2 separate regions of the Mus musculus genome follow, and region 2 is linked to region 1. Evidence: chromatin contacts called from public promoter capture Hi-C data. All regions are on one chromosome and are shown on one strand. The core of a region is the stretch at or near the end of the contact, and the rest is flanking DNA. Distances in the headings are between cores, read along the strand shown. Region 1 holds the start of Eif1b (eukaryotic translation initiation factor 1B). Region 2 holds the start of Ccr8 (chemokine (C-C motif) receptor 8).

The links. Promoter capture Hi-C pulls out the DNA fragments that hold promoters and counts their contacts.
Region 2: a contact with region 1 is called in a promoter capture Hi-C map of embryonic stem cells. The contact joins the promoter of Ccr8 here to the promoter of Eif1b in region 1. A contact is called at or near these places in 5 of 39 promoter capture datasets (cranial neural crest, embryonic stem cells, frontonasal cranial neural crest and 2 more) and 1 of 115 datasets of contacts at active chromatin or transcription factors (memory CD8 T cells).

The regions. Positions count from the first base shown.
Region 1 is chr9:120,490,944-120,494,108 of GRCm38.p6, forward strand. Eif1b (eukaryotic translation initiation factor 1B) reads left to right here and starts at 1,663. Exons shown (of 4, transcript NM_026892.3): 1 at 1,663-1,898; 2 at 3,164-3,165. The coding sequence starts at 1,868. It overlaps D830035M03Rik (RIKEN cDNA D830035M03 gene), which reads right to left and starts at 1,638. Exons shown (of 2, transcript NR_166642.1): 1 at 1,163-1,638; 2 at 1-187.
Region 2 is chr9:120,090,519-120,093,683 of GRCm38.p6, forward strand. Ccr8 (chemokine (C-C motif) receptor 8) reads left to right here and starts at 1,615. Exons shown (of 2, transcript NM_007720.2): 1 at 1,615-1,670.

The DNA.
Region 1 (3,165 bases), core at 413-2,912:
TGAGAGCTGCTTTCTCCTGAGAGCTGGGGCCTGCAGCAGTCCTCTGAAAGAACAGCTAGACTATGCCATTGCTCCAGCTCCAGTCTTCAGGGAAACTTCAAGGTTTTTCTGTTTTAGTTTTCTTCTCTGGCTCACTCATCCTAGGCTCCATCTGAGAAACCACGTAATACCCAGTGGTAAGGTATATCTAGTAAGAAAAGGGGGGAAACATACCATGTAGTAGAGTGGTAATTTATACCGTATGTTTTGTGTAGTCTGTGCTTCTTATACTACTTTGTAGACTTCTTTAAGTTACTTAGAAAATAGTGTTAATATTTCAGGCAGAAAATTTATATAATTTATTAAAAACTTCTCAAGGACTGGTGAGGTGGCTCAGGCTTGCTGATGGCCTGACAACCTGAGTTCCTGCTCCAGGACCTACATGAAGGTGGAAGATGCTCAAGACTATTAATTCAAATATTCGTAAGCTAGAGTTTTTCAAACCATGGTATAAGAATAAAACTGAGTAAGTAGTGTGCCTGAAACCTGACTGGTGGATGTAGGGGCATACAAGTGTATTCATTTTTACAACCCTAAAGCAACAGGCCATGCATAGAAACATTAGGAGCGGCCACTTTGTACAATAGAAGTCACTGAAACATGAGCACTACACTCCAGATATTCATTTCCTTTTTTAAACTACAGTAATGGACTTCGAGAGACTTCCCAGGAGTTGCTGCTCTTACACAAGACCTGGGTTCTGTTCCCATGGTCTCATAACCAGCTGTTATTCCAGTTCCAGGGGATATGACACCCTCTTCTGGCCTCTATGGTACATACACCCAACCACATAAAAATAAAATCTTTTTAAAAAGGAAATTGTAGTAGCGATTGGACCTACTGCTACATCTTGTTGAATGGATTGCTAGACAGAAACATAGTATGTATGCTATCTATGGCTTCTAATGTCTTGCATCAGGCCTCCAATACTATTTCAACACGAAGGCAACAGGTTTGACCTACAAAAAGGTTAAGAATTCCAAATTTTTAGTCTACTGCTTTGGTCTAGAAAGCCAACCACCTGCATAGGTGGTTTACATAGGTTAAGACGGTTCTCCACTGTCCACTGATGGTTGTGCACGGTTACTCTTTACAGTTACTTCATCTGCTCGCTCACACTCACCTAGCAACCACCAGACACCCATCCTGCACGGGACTTGCATCCGACCTTAGGAGGCTCCGCAGAGGAGAGCTCGGGCGGGATGGTAGCGCGTTCTCTCCACGCACACCTGACTCTGCTAGAGGCTAGGTCGTGACACCTGAGACAAACAGGTTAAGCTTAGTAGAGACTGCAGCATCGGAATCCCGGGGCTTGGAGGAAGGGAGAATTCCCAGGTGGCACCCACAAGGGTTCTGCAAGGAACTCAGGGGTCTCGGGAACCCTGGGGGCTGGGGAGGGCGGCGGAGGCGCAGAGCGCGGTCCCCGCTGGTTGCAAGTCCAGACCCCCGGGGGCACGTTTCTCGCCGTTGCACCCGGAAGCGCCTCCGCCCGGCGCCTCGGGCGGGACGGACCGCGGCTGCCCGCAGTGGGCTCCCGCCCGCTCCTCGCTGGCCCCCGGCTCGGCGCTCCGGGGCGGACGCGCGGTGCGTGCGGACGGTCACGTGGCGGCGGCGCGCGGGGCTAAATACGCGGCGCCGGCCATTTTGTGCGAGAAGCCGCAGCGCCGCCTCCCTGCTCGCGCCCCACCGCCGCCTCCGCGTCTTCCTGCGCCCCGGGCTTCCGCCGCTTCATTGATTTCCGTTTCTCGCCGCTGCAGCCTCCTGACACGGTGATCCGGGCGGGCCCCGCGGGAATTCTATCCTCTCACCGGCCTCACACTAGTGTCGCATGTCCACTATCCAGAACCTCCAATCTTTCGGTAAGGGCCAGTGGCCGGCCGCCGCCCGCGTCCCTCTGGGCTTTGTCTCGGCGCCCAGAAGATGGCGACGGGGGGCTCCCCGCGACCCTAGCCCGGGGGATGCCCCTCTCCGGGCCTCGGACACGGCCTTAAGTGGGCCTGCGACTCCGTAGAGGCGAGGGCCCGACCGGCAGGCGCTTGGGGAACTTGACACTGGCAGGAAGACAAGGGTCTCGGGGACTCACAGGACGGTCGGGGGACACGCCAGGGCTGCAGGGGGACCCGCCAGAGGCTGGGGGGACTGACAGAAAGGCCGGGGGCTTCAGAGACCCGTAAGGGAGCTACAGTACTTGCCAGGGCTGCAGAGACTAGGACTAGGGGCTTGCAGGGAACCTGACAGTGACAAGACGCTGGGAGTCTCTGGTGTTATCTCTCTTGTGGCCTCGGGGCTGGCCAGGGCTTTGCAAGGAGACTGGAGGGGTGGGGCCCAGAAGCTGGAGAACCTGACAGCTTTAGGGTGACTGCGAGACCTGTGACTCTCAGACGACTCACAAGTGTGTGTGTGTGTGTGTGTGTGTGTGTGTGTGTGTGTGTGTGTGTTGGGGCATGGGGGGCGGGGGGTGGCCTTGCTCAGTCCTTGCTGGGAGGGAAGGGAAGTTAAGGGCTTAGAGGATCTGCGACTCAGTCGGCCAGGACTGGAGGGGGGGGGGGTGCCAGAGAGACCTGTCACTGACCGGAGCTGGGGTGGGGCTGGACCCAGCTGGTTTTAAGCAGCCCCCAGAGGCGTCTGTTTGAAACACTTAGGAGAGAGGCCTCTGATTTGACTTGGAAGTGGCCCTGTTGTCTCTGCTTGCAATCATTTTGTAAATTACACCTCGTGAGGTTGCATGTATATGTTTATATGTGTTTTATAAGGCTCAGTTACTATGTTAACTAATTGGGGTGGGTGTTTTTGAATGTTGTAGTCGAAAAATAGTGGCGGTGACGCATGTTCTTGTGGCGGCTGTATGAAGGCTGTATGAAATTAGGGTTTCGTAAATGTTTTCTGTCTCATTTGCTGGTGGCTTCCACAGTGGTGGTCTCTACTTTTAAGCTCAGATATCGGCATACAGAGCCTGCTTAGGTTTTTCTCCTTTGAAAAACTTATTATCAGTGAGCCCCACCCTCGCCTGCAGAAATGGAGCAGGAGTGCTGGAGGCCTCACCGAGGTCTGTCTGGATATGGAGTGGAGCACGCTTCTACATACTACTTTGTAATTTGTTTTCTACTTTTCTGCTCCTCTACAGAC
Region 2 (3,165 bases), core at 365-2,864, 400 kb before region 1:
TGTGTACTTTGCCTGCCCAGTCTCTCCCCATTGTGCTGTGATACTGGAGTGATTCATTTCACGTCCATGGAACTAAACATTCAGAACGAAAGAGGTTGAGTGTGAGAGAAAGACAGACTGGCAGGCTGTCTTAGTTAGGGTTTTATTGCTGTGAACAGACACCATGACCAAGGCAACTCTTATAAGGACAACACTTAGTAGGGGCTGGCTTACTGGGTCAGAGGTTCAGTCCATTATCATCATGGTGGGAAGCATGGCAGCATCCAGGCAGGCATGGTGCATGAGCTGAGATTTCTACATCTTCATCTGAAGGCTGCTAGTGGAAGACTCACTTCCAGGCAGCTAGGATGAGGGCCTTAAAGCCCACACTCACAGTGAATGACACACCTACTCCAACAAGGCCACACCTCTCAATAGTACCACTCCCTGGGCCAAGCATATAAAAACCATCACAAAGTCATGGATAGATCCCAAGACAGTAATTCCAGTATTCAGGAGGCAGAGTCAGGCAGACCTCTAAGTGCTAGGCCAGCCTAGTCTACATAGGGAAGTCCAGGCTAGCTTAATCTACACAGAGGGGACTAACACACAGGGAGAGGACAGATTTGTGAGTGGCCCTGCTGGGCAGGGGTGGCAGCCAGTTGTCTCTGACCTGGCACATCACCGATGGAGTTGGATTCATACTTTCCATTACCCCGACGAGCATCAGCAGCACCTGAGAGTCCGCTGTTCACAGTCAGCTCGGCACTGACATTTTCTTATCGCTATTCTGTCTTAAAGGCCGGGGCTTGCCCCAAGCTCTGTTAAAACCTCTTGGTGAGGAGAATCATAGGCATGATCTGAGGTGTCAGAGATGCTTCTAAATGATAAACTCACTCGTTGTCAGAAGACAGATTCACGGGTCACAGAGCAGAAGCTGAGAGGAACATGCTGTCACCTGAATAGTGAGTGTCCAAGTGCCGAGGCCAGAGAGGGGAACACATGCCTGCAGCTCTAGTTCCCAGGGAGGCAGAGTTATGTGGCTCCCTGGGGCTCACTGGTAACCAACCTAGCCCATTTCAGGAGACCCAAACTAGAGAGAGACCACATCAAAACAACAGAAGCAAATGGTAAGAGACACTAAGAGCAAACGTTCTGCTGAGCAGCAGTGGTGTACGCCTTTAATCCCAGTATTCCAGAGGCCTAGGCAGGTGGCTCTCGGAGTTCAAGGCCAGCCTGCTCTACAGAATGAGTTCTAAGACAGCCACTGTTCTGCAGAGAAACCCTGTTTTGAACAACAAAACAAACAAACAAGCAAACAAACAAACAGGAACTAAGAGTAGATGGACAGATTCCCTCCCATACCACCATCCAGAGGAAAGGTGATGCCCCCTGCTTATCTCTGCCCCAGATCTGAGGTGAAAAGACAGGAAGAAGGTACTGAGAGTCAAGGAGCCCTGGTTGCATAGCACGCTGTTCCATTGCTCTGGAGACAGGGTGGGTCTGTCCCAAACAGCAGAGGGGTTGGGGCTGTAAGTCAGAGGTAGCTCTTACTGTTCCAACCTTTGGATTGGCTGAGGCATGGCATATAGCTGAAGTGCTCAGGAGGAGGAGTCAGCACAGCAAGCAGACATGTGGCAGAGGAGTGGGCAGCTCTGAAACCTCAGAAGAAAGGCTCGCTCAGATAATTGGTAAGAATCATCCTTGGGGTTAGGGCTCAGAGGCAGTGCGGGCACCGTTTTCATCTCCTTACAGAGAGATCAGGAGAAGGCTGATATTTCGGGATCATAAGAGTTTTGAGTGTCTCCAAAGCCTGAGCCCACAAGCGCGTGTGTCTCTTGGTGGCTGATAGGAGCATGTCCCTTGTTCTCCAGGACACAGAAAGGGCTGAAAGCTCTCACAGGAGTAAAAAAATTAGACAAGACAGCATTTTCTGGCGATCATCCTTTCTCCACAGAAAACTTCCATTCAATCCCACCTCCTTGTATGTCTGTCAATGGAGTCTTAGACTCTGCATTGTGTGGGGTGTGGGGAACGGGACCTAGGACCTGGCTCGGGTCCTAAGCATGTGCTGTGCCCCCAGGCCCTGTAATGTTTTATTTCGTGGTGTGTGTGTGTGTGTGTGTGTGTGTGTGTGTGTGAGAATATGTGAGTGTGCGCATGTACAGGAGGTCAGAGGCCAGCCTTGGTGCTATGTTTCAGGCGCTCTCCCCTCGCTTTGTGCTCACCAAGCAGGCCAGGCTGGCCAGGGCCACGGAGCTCTGCCTGTCTCTGCCTCCCCTGCGTGGGCATTGCGAGCACACACTGCCACGCATGGGTTTAGGGGTTTGAACTGAGGTCTCCATGGTTGCTTAGCAAGCACCTCGCTTACGGAGATATCCCCTCAGCCCCAGTGTTTGACACGACTGAATTCCAGCCTTTACCAGGCTTACCTCTGGCGAACCCGGTGCTTCTCGTTTTGAGAGGAATTGGGATCATTTTTTTTTCCTATTGCACTTTAAATCGTTTTGAGGGGGGGGGGTTATGGAAGCAATGAGTGAATGAACTAAATTCAAGAATATCATAGGATACATCCGAAGCAAAATACAAAATGAGACATCATATATGCAGCATAGGAATGAGTAAGCAAATGTTGTCTGTTGAATACATATATACTTTGTTTGTTTGAGACAGGGCTTCTCTGTGTAGCCCTGGCTGTCCTGGAACCCACTCTGTAGACCAAGCTAGCCTCAAACTCAGAGAGCCACCCTCTTCTGCCTCCCAAGTGCTGGGACTAAAGATGTGTATCAACACACCTGGCCTGTATTTTGTTTGTGGATCCATAAAATGAAAGAGAAACCAGGCAGAGTGGCGCGTGCTTTTCATCCCAGCACCTGGGAAGCAGAGGCAGGTGAATCTCTGGGAGTTTGAGGTCAGCTTGGTCTATATAGTAAGTTCCAGGACAACTAGGGCTATATAGTGAGACTATCTAAAAATACCAAAATTGACTAATTACAATGGGGGGGTGGGGGAGAGAGAGAGAGAGAGAGAGGCCAAGCAAGGTGGTACAGATCTGTAATACCTCCACTGAGAAGGCTGAGGCAGGAGGATCATGAGTAGTCTGGGCTATGTAGCAAGTTCCATACCAGCCCAAACCACTTAGTGAGACCTTGTATGAAGGAAGCAAGGTCTAGGGAGAACAGCTTG